2 separate regions of the Mus musculus genome follow, and region 1 is linked to region 2. Evidence: chromatin contacts called from public HiChIP or PLAC-seq data. All regions are on one chromosome and are shown on one strand. The core of a region is the stretch at or near the end of the contact, and the rest is flanking DNA. Distances in the headings are between cores, read along the strand shown. Region 1 overlaps Nmnat2 (nicotinamide nucleotide adenylyltransferase 2). Region 2 overlaps Ncf2 (neutrophil cytosolic factor 2).

Region 1 (3,211 bases), core at 144-2,643, 200 kb after region 2:
AACCTGAAGTGATGGGTAGGGGTCAGGTGGGGCCTAGGGATGTGGAGTGGCAAAGCTACCACTCCAAATCCCTTCTCCCCCTCCCTCCAAGCCCCCAACAGGGAACTGCTGGAGGGGGGGGGGGCGGGTGTTTGATTGTTGTTTTTTGTTTTCTGTCTCTCAGACCTGCTCTTCCATCTGAACTTGGGTCAAAGTGTGGCAGGATGTATTTACTTTGTATCTTTGCTTGATGTATTTACTTTGTATCTTGGTCACATCTATTGCTTTGTATCTTAGTTCCAGACTTTCCTTTTTCCCCACTGTCCTTCAGAAAAACATCCTGTGCAGGGTTCCCAGAGTGTTCTAGTGACTTTAGCATCTTCTCGGAGCTACCTAAGCACCTGGTCCTGTGTTTGATACTCTGTCTCTACGCCTCACCAACACTCTACTTTCCATTCATGTCATGATGTAAATGTAAGTTTTCAGAGGAAAGCTGTTGTGCCTGTTTTGTTGTTGTTGATTTATTTGTTTGTTTTTTGAAAGGTCTCTTTGAGCCTTGAACTTGCTACAATCTGAGGTTGACCTTGACTTTATTTATTTATTTTTATTTTTTTGGTTTTTCAAGACAGGGCTTCTCTGTATAGCTCTGCCTGTCCTGGAACTCACTCTGCAGGCCAGGCTGGCCTCAAACTCAAAAATTCACCTACCTCTGCCTCCCAAGTGCTGGGATTAAAGGCATGCGCCACCACTCCCAGGTGACCTTGAATTTATAATACTCCTTTCTTCCTCTCTTTTTAATTTTTGCCCAAGGTCAACATTTTAAAAGACAAATTAAAACAATATAAAAATATATAAAAAAAATATAAATTTGCGCTATGAATACTAACAGCAGACATCACCCTATTAGTGAAAAGTTGCTTGGGTTTTAAGAGACTCGTCCTTAGGTGTATCTGATTTGATCCAGAAACCTCCATCTTCTACTTATATAAACAGCGTCTGCAGTCTGACAAAATTACTTCATCTTCCAGAAGTAAATACCTCTCACCTCCTTGCTAGTTAACTCAGCTCATTTATATACCACGGACACAGTCAAAAGCAGTCATGTAGAAACTAAATTTTTTCTAGTTGATCTTATATCTGACATGATGGTGGGATCACTAGAGATCTGTAATCTATTGGGAGCCAGATGTAGGTCCAAGGTGAAACAAAACCATCTGAGGTTCAGACCTGCATGGTAGTGACTACATTTTCATGCTCTGAGATATAACAGGTGAAAAGGTCAGCTCAGGAACTTTGGGAAGGTCATGAAACCCTTGCCTCTCCGGAAGGGAGAGGCTAATTAACATTCCTCAGACCACAGGGAGGGAACCGACCTGCGGGTGGGGACACATTCCGCAGGACTGAACGTTGCGCACCTTCTGACAAGGGAAGTCCTTGTCACCTCATTTGCTAAAGACCAGTTTAAAGGGTGTACTGTGCTGCCAATCATATTGTGCCTAGTTGCTGATGCCCTGTTCTGCCCCTGGAAACCATATAAAAACTCACCGACAGAGTGCTGGGGGTTGCCGCCTGTCCTTTGAGTCTGGGAAGGACCCCAGTGCACCGGAACAATAAATTCCTCTTGCTTTTTGCATCGATCCTGCCTCTACATTGTCACTCAGAGAGTCCCCAGTAAGCTAAGGCTCCCTGGAGTCTTACACAGGTACATGCTAGCCTGCACACCCAGATGGGTGATACAAAGTACTGTGGGTTGTTCCCACACTGGCAGTACACCAGAAGTGGCTCACGACTCTGGATCTTTCTAATTCAGGTGGGACAGTATAGCTTTGAGGCTACAATGAAGTCTCTATTTGGACAGAACTAGGTTAAAATATTTGGCTTTGCCACTACTAAGGGAGTATTGTAAGACAAAATAAAATACTCTTTGTGGCTCATTGAGGAAAAAAATCTGGAGCAGTGGAGACCAGGGGGTCAGAAGTTCAACATTATCCTCATCTACAGAACACGTTGATAAATATAATTTTACAATCTGGCTGGATGTGGTGGCCCACGCCTGTAACCCCAGGGGATAGGGTAGGGAGATCAAGAGTTTTAAGGCCAACAGAAACTGCACAGTGAAATGCTAATTAAATTAAAATTTTTAATTATATACATATACCCATCTATAAAATGCAGAGATGGCCTACTTGTCACATTATTTTGAGGATTTAGGAAACTGAGTACTTTTCAAGTTAGAGGATCAGAAGCTGATTAATCTACCACAGATGATGGTATTGGTTCTTAATCTTTGTGGGTATCAAATCAATCCAGAAGATCAGCTAGAGCTCAGATGATGGCCCAAGCTTCCTTTCTGATGCAATGGATCTGAAACGGAGCCTCATATGCATTCCTGGGTCTCCATTGATACTGAGGCGGCTGAGCCAAACCAGTGACCAGTGACTAGGCAGTGATAGGCTTTAGGGATGGGGGATAAAGGGCTCTGGCAGAGCTAGATAGGCTCTAACTCATAGGGGCAAAATCTCAGCAGTCTCTGAGGAAACAGCTTCTAAGGAATTATGGGAAGGTGTGAGGAGGAGGAAAAGAGAGGCGTGACTTGGAGATTGGTGACCATGACACCACAACAGTATGGTCGAGACTGGGCAAGTGGGACTGTGACTCATCAGGGTACGGCTGAATGGACTGTGCAGGAGTCCATTCCATGGGCCAGGATGGAGCTGAGGCTGTGTGCTGTGCCCAGTGAGGAGACTTCTGAGCAGAACAGTGATGTTCTGAAACGTGACTCGCTGGCACTGCAAAGGGTGGACGAGAGGGAGGGCGGGGAAGGTGGAGGGAGAGCTGTTAGGAAGCTTTCAGAGAGTGCTGGCCTAGGTGGTGATTTGCTTGCTGAGTGATTCCTGTGGCGACTGAGAGAAGATTATAGTTTAGAAATAAAACAGGTAGAATTTAGCAGTGGATCGGATAATGGGGAGAAAGGAGAAAAGCAAGTTAAAGATGGTTCTTGGGAAATATGATAGAATTACATCAGCAGAGCAGATATGAGGAAGTGGGGAGGGAGTATCTGTCCCGCCCACCCTACATGTCAATCAATCAGCTGTCACCCTCATTTCCCTCCTTTTTAAAATCTTTGTCTTAAAGCCGACCTGTTTGCTCTGTCACTTGTCTTTGGGCTAATTGCTGTTTGCTGGGGCAAGAAGCTTTCAGAGGTAAGAGCAATGCTCAGTCTGGCAAGTCT
Region 2 (3,132 bases), core at 319-2,818:
TTCTCTGCACCATAAACCCTTGTATCCAGTTGTAAAATGCCTATTATGGCTTCCAGGAACTTACGCAACATCCTATCAGTTTGGCCTGCTCAAAGAACAAGTCTGATCAACAAGGCAGGGTTCTTCTTTAAGAATTCTGAGGCTAGTTGAGGAAACTCACACTGTAATTAAGTCATGAAGTTCACCAAGGGTATGGGATAGGGCATTTCAGCATCTTTTTTTGTTTTTTGTTTTGTTTGGGACAGGGTTTCTCTGTATAGCCCTGGCTGTCCTGGAACTCACTTTGTAGACCAGGCTGGCCTCAAACTCAGAAATCCGCCTGCCTCTGCCTCCCGATCAGCATCTTTTTAAAATACTTTTTCTCTGGCCCGGAGTTGAACATGCTCGATTCTCTTTATTTTATTTTGATTTTTCTCTGTGGAGACCTGGTTATCCTAAAACACAGTCTACAGATCAGGCTGGTTTTGAACTCACAGAGATCCGCCTGCCTCTGCTTCCCAAGTGCTGGGATCAGAGGTGTTCAACATGACCAGCAGGCCTCTTGATTGCTTAGGTGTGTGTGTGTGTACATGTGCGTGTGTGATGTGGGTGGGGGTGGCTACGTATGTCATGACGCACATGTGTCAATCAAAGGACGACTCTGTGGAGTTCCCTCCTTCCATTTTGACCTGGATCCAGTGACCGACCCCAAATCTCTGAGATTGCACAGCAAGTGCCTTTGTCTGCTGAACTCGATCTCACAGCTCCGCGGGAGCTTCACCTGCTTCTTGTTGTTGTTGTTGTTTTCTAGGAAGGGTCCCTGTCTTAGTCAGGGTTTCTATTCCTGCACAAACATCATGACCAAGAAGCAAACTGGGGAGGAAAGGGTTTATTCGGCTTACACTTCCATCCTGCTGTTCATCACCAAGGAAGTCAGGACTGGACCTCAAGCAGGTCAGGAAGCAGGAGCTGATGCAGAGGCCATGGAGGGATGTTCTTTACTGGCTTGCTTCCATTGGCTTGCTCAGCCTGCTCTCTTATAGAACCAAGATTACCAGCCCAGAGATGACACCACCCACAAGGGCCTTTCCCCCTTGATCACTAACTGAGAAAATGCCTTACAGTTGGATCTCATGGAGGCATTTCCTCAACTGAAGCTCCTTTCTCTGTGATAACTCCAGCTGTGTCAAGCTGACACACAAAACCAGCCAGTACAGTCTCTTATTGGCCCAGATCTTGCACATTCGGTTCAGCTGGCTAGAAAGCCTGTCTCTGCCTCCCCAGCGCTAAGATTAGAAAGGATGTGATGTGACTCCACCCTTGTTGGTTTGTTTTGGTTTTGGTTTGTTTGTTTGTTTGTTTTTAAACTTGGACTCTGTAGGCTGTGAGGCTTGTGAGGCCAGCATTTTACCTACAGAACGTCTCCCCAGCCTCCACCACCTCCAAAGAACCAGTTCACACTGGTTCATCCTCTGACCAGCCAGTGAAAAAACACATCCACATCCTGACAGGAGGAGAGGAAGGTACTGGATAGGCTCAGACTCTTCCGGTCAGCAAGCAGATGGTGCAGAGCACGGCCCCCATCCAGCCTCCGCCTGGAGGGAGGAATGCCTCCTCCTACTTCCCTCAGGGGTGCGGCTGCATCCTCAGAGCTGAGAGCTGTGGAGACAAACGGAGGCAGCTCTCCCAGACAAGGCTCTGCCATAGGCCCTGGATGCTTATAACCTGGCCTGGACCAAAGGCCACCTCACACCTTCAGATCCCTGACTTCTACCCTTACTGGTCAAGATCTTTCTTTCCATTTTTCTGTCACCAGGCCTCTCATCTCATCTGTCATAGTCTTTCTGTTTAATCCAATATGAATAATATTATATATGTTTTCTTACTTGTTATTTAGTGATATAAATGATCACACAATAAATTTGTATCAAGAAAATGCAATATACATTCTAACTATATCACTATTATTTTATTTTTATTATTAATTTTTTTAATTAATGTGAGCGGTTATTTTGATGGCATGCTTGTTTTGACAACATGTGCGTACCTGATTCTCAAGGAGGCCAGAGAGGCCATCAGAGCCCGTAGAACTAGAATTTCAGATGGTTGGGAGCCACTATGTGGGTGCTGGGAAGTGTAGGTTGTGAGCCACTATGTGGGTGCTGGGAAGTGTATATAGGTCCTCTGGACGTGCAGCAAGCACTCTTATCTGCTGAGCCATCTCTCTGTCCCCATCACTTATTTTACAGAGGAAAACAAGGAGGTTCAAGAAGATTAGGTAATTTACCACAGGCTATGCAAAGAGGAAATAACACCCCAGGGCATTTTGATCCAAGATCTCTGTACCCCGGGGCCAGTTTTGTCACCTTGAATTGCCGAATCATTATGACACAAGTCTTGCCTCTCCCTGGCAATACTCTGACACTTCCTTATGGACCCTTCCTCCTGCAGGCCTTCACCAAAAGCATCAACAGAGACAAGCACTCTGCAGTGGCCTACTTCCAGAGAGGAATGCTCTACTACAGAATGGAGAAGTAAGTGGTCCGCTGCCACTCAGGCTGTGGGAGCGTGACAGCGCCTGATGGATCGGGCTTTCTTCTGTAGTCTTGGTATTCAATCAGGACCTCCAGCTTTTGTGGGTAGGAAGGCTGGCTTGCTTTCTCTAGGCAGTTATGCAAGGAGTAGTAAGCAAGAGGCTTTTCTGGGAAGGGGAGGCAAGCCTGACCTCATTGTAAGTAAGTCATCATTAGCGCACAGCGGCAAGGAGCCTGAAACAGCCACTGGCTGGTTGTTTGGCTACCCAGCCCTCTCAACAATGTCCTTAATGAGGACGTTCACTGTGCTTCTCTGTGCGGGACTGAGCAGTCCCAAGACAAGGCTCATCATGAAAGCGAATCAATCCTGGCTTCACCCATGCTGAATGTGTTTGCAAAACCCAGTTTAAACTAGAGGGTGGATGCTGGGAGGATGACCCTGTCACAAAAATAAGAATACAAACTGTTAGCAGCAGATATATAAGTTAATACAGACAAATTAAATATGTGTGTTTAGATAGATAGATAGATAGAGTTTACAGTTGATGGCAAAATTTAAACAATGGTTTCCAAATACCATATTACTACAAAACCCATTTGTTACACAGTCTGGAAGGGC

What was found. HiChIP or PLAC-seq counts read pairs in DNA pulled down with a chosen protein or histone mark.
Region 1: an H3K27ac HiChIP or PLAC-seq map of embryonic stem cells shows a contact between it and region 2, with 10 read pairs. The contact joins two enhancer-like sites. A contact is called at or near these places in 3 of 39 promoter capture datasets (cranial neural crest and embryonic stem cells) and 2 of 115 datasets of contacts at active chromatin or transcription factors (both in embryonic stem cells).

Annotation. Positions count from the first base shown.
Region 1 is chr1:153,008,143-153,011,353 of GRCm38.p6, forward strand. The region is part of intron 1 of Nmnat2 (nicotinamide nucleotide adenylyltransferase 2); the gene reads left to right. Among named protein-coding and RNA genes, the nearest start is that of Nmnat2, 55 kb to the left of the region's middle. Within about 2 kb of position 1,394, at least 51 of the 459 cell types and tissues checked have an H3K27ac peak or open chromatin away from gene starts, as enhancers often do. A contact at or near this core is called in embryonic stem cells, where this site is marked.
Region 2 is chr1:152,808,488-152,811,619 of GRCm38.p6, forward strand. It overlaps Ncf2 (neutrophil cytosolic factor 2), which reads left to right. Exons shown (of 16, transcript NM_010877.5): 3 at 2,431-2,513. Among named protein-coding and RNA genes, the nearest start is that of Ncf2, 9.9 kb to the left of the region's middle. Within about 2 kb of position 1,569, at least 77 of the 459 cell types and tissues checked have an H3K27ac peak or open chromatin away from gene starts, as enhancers often do. A contact at or near this core is called in embryonic stem cells, where this site is marked.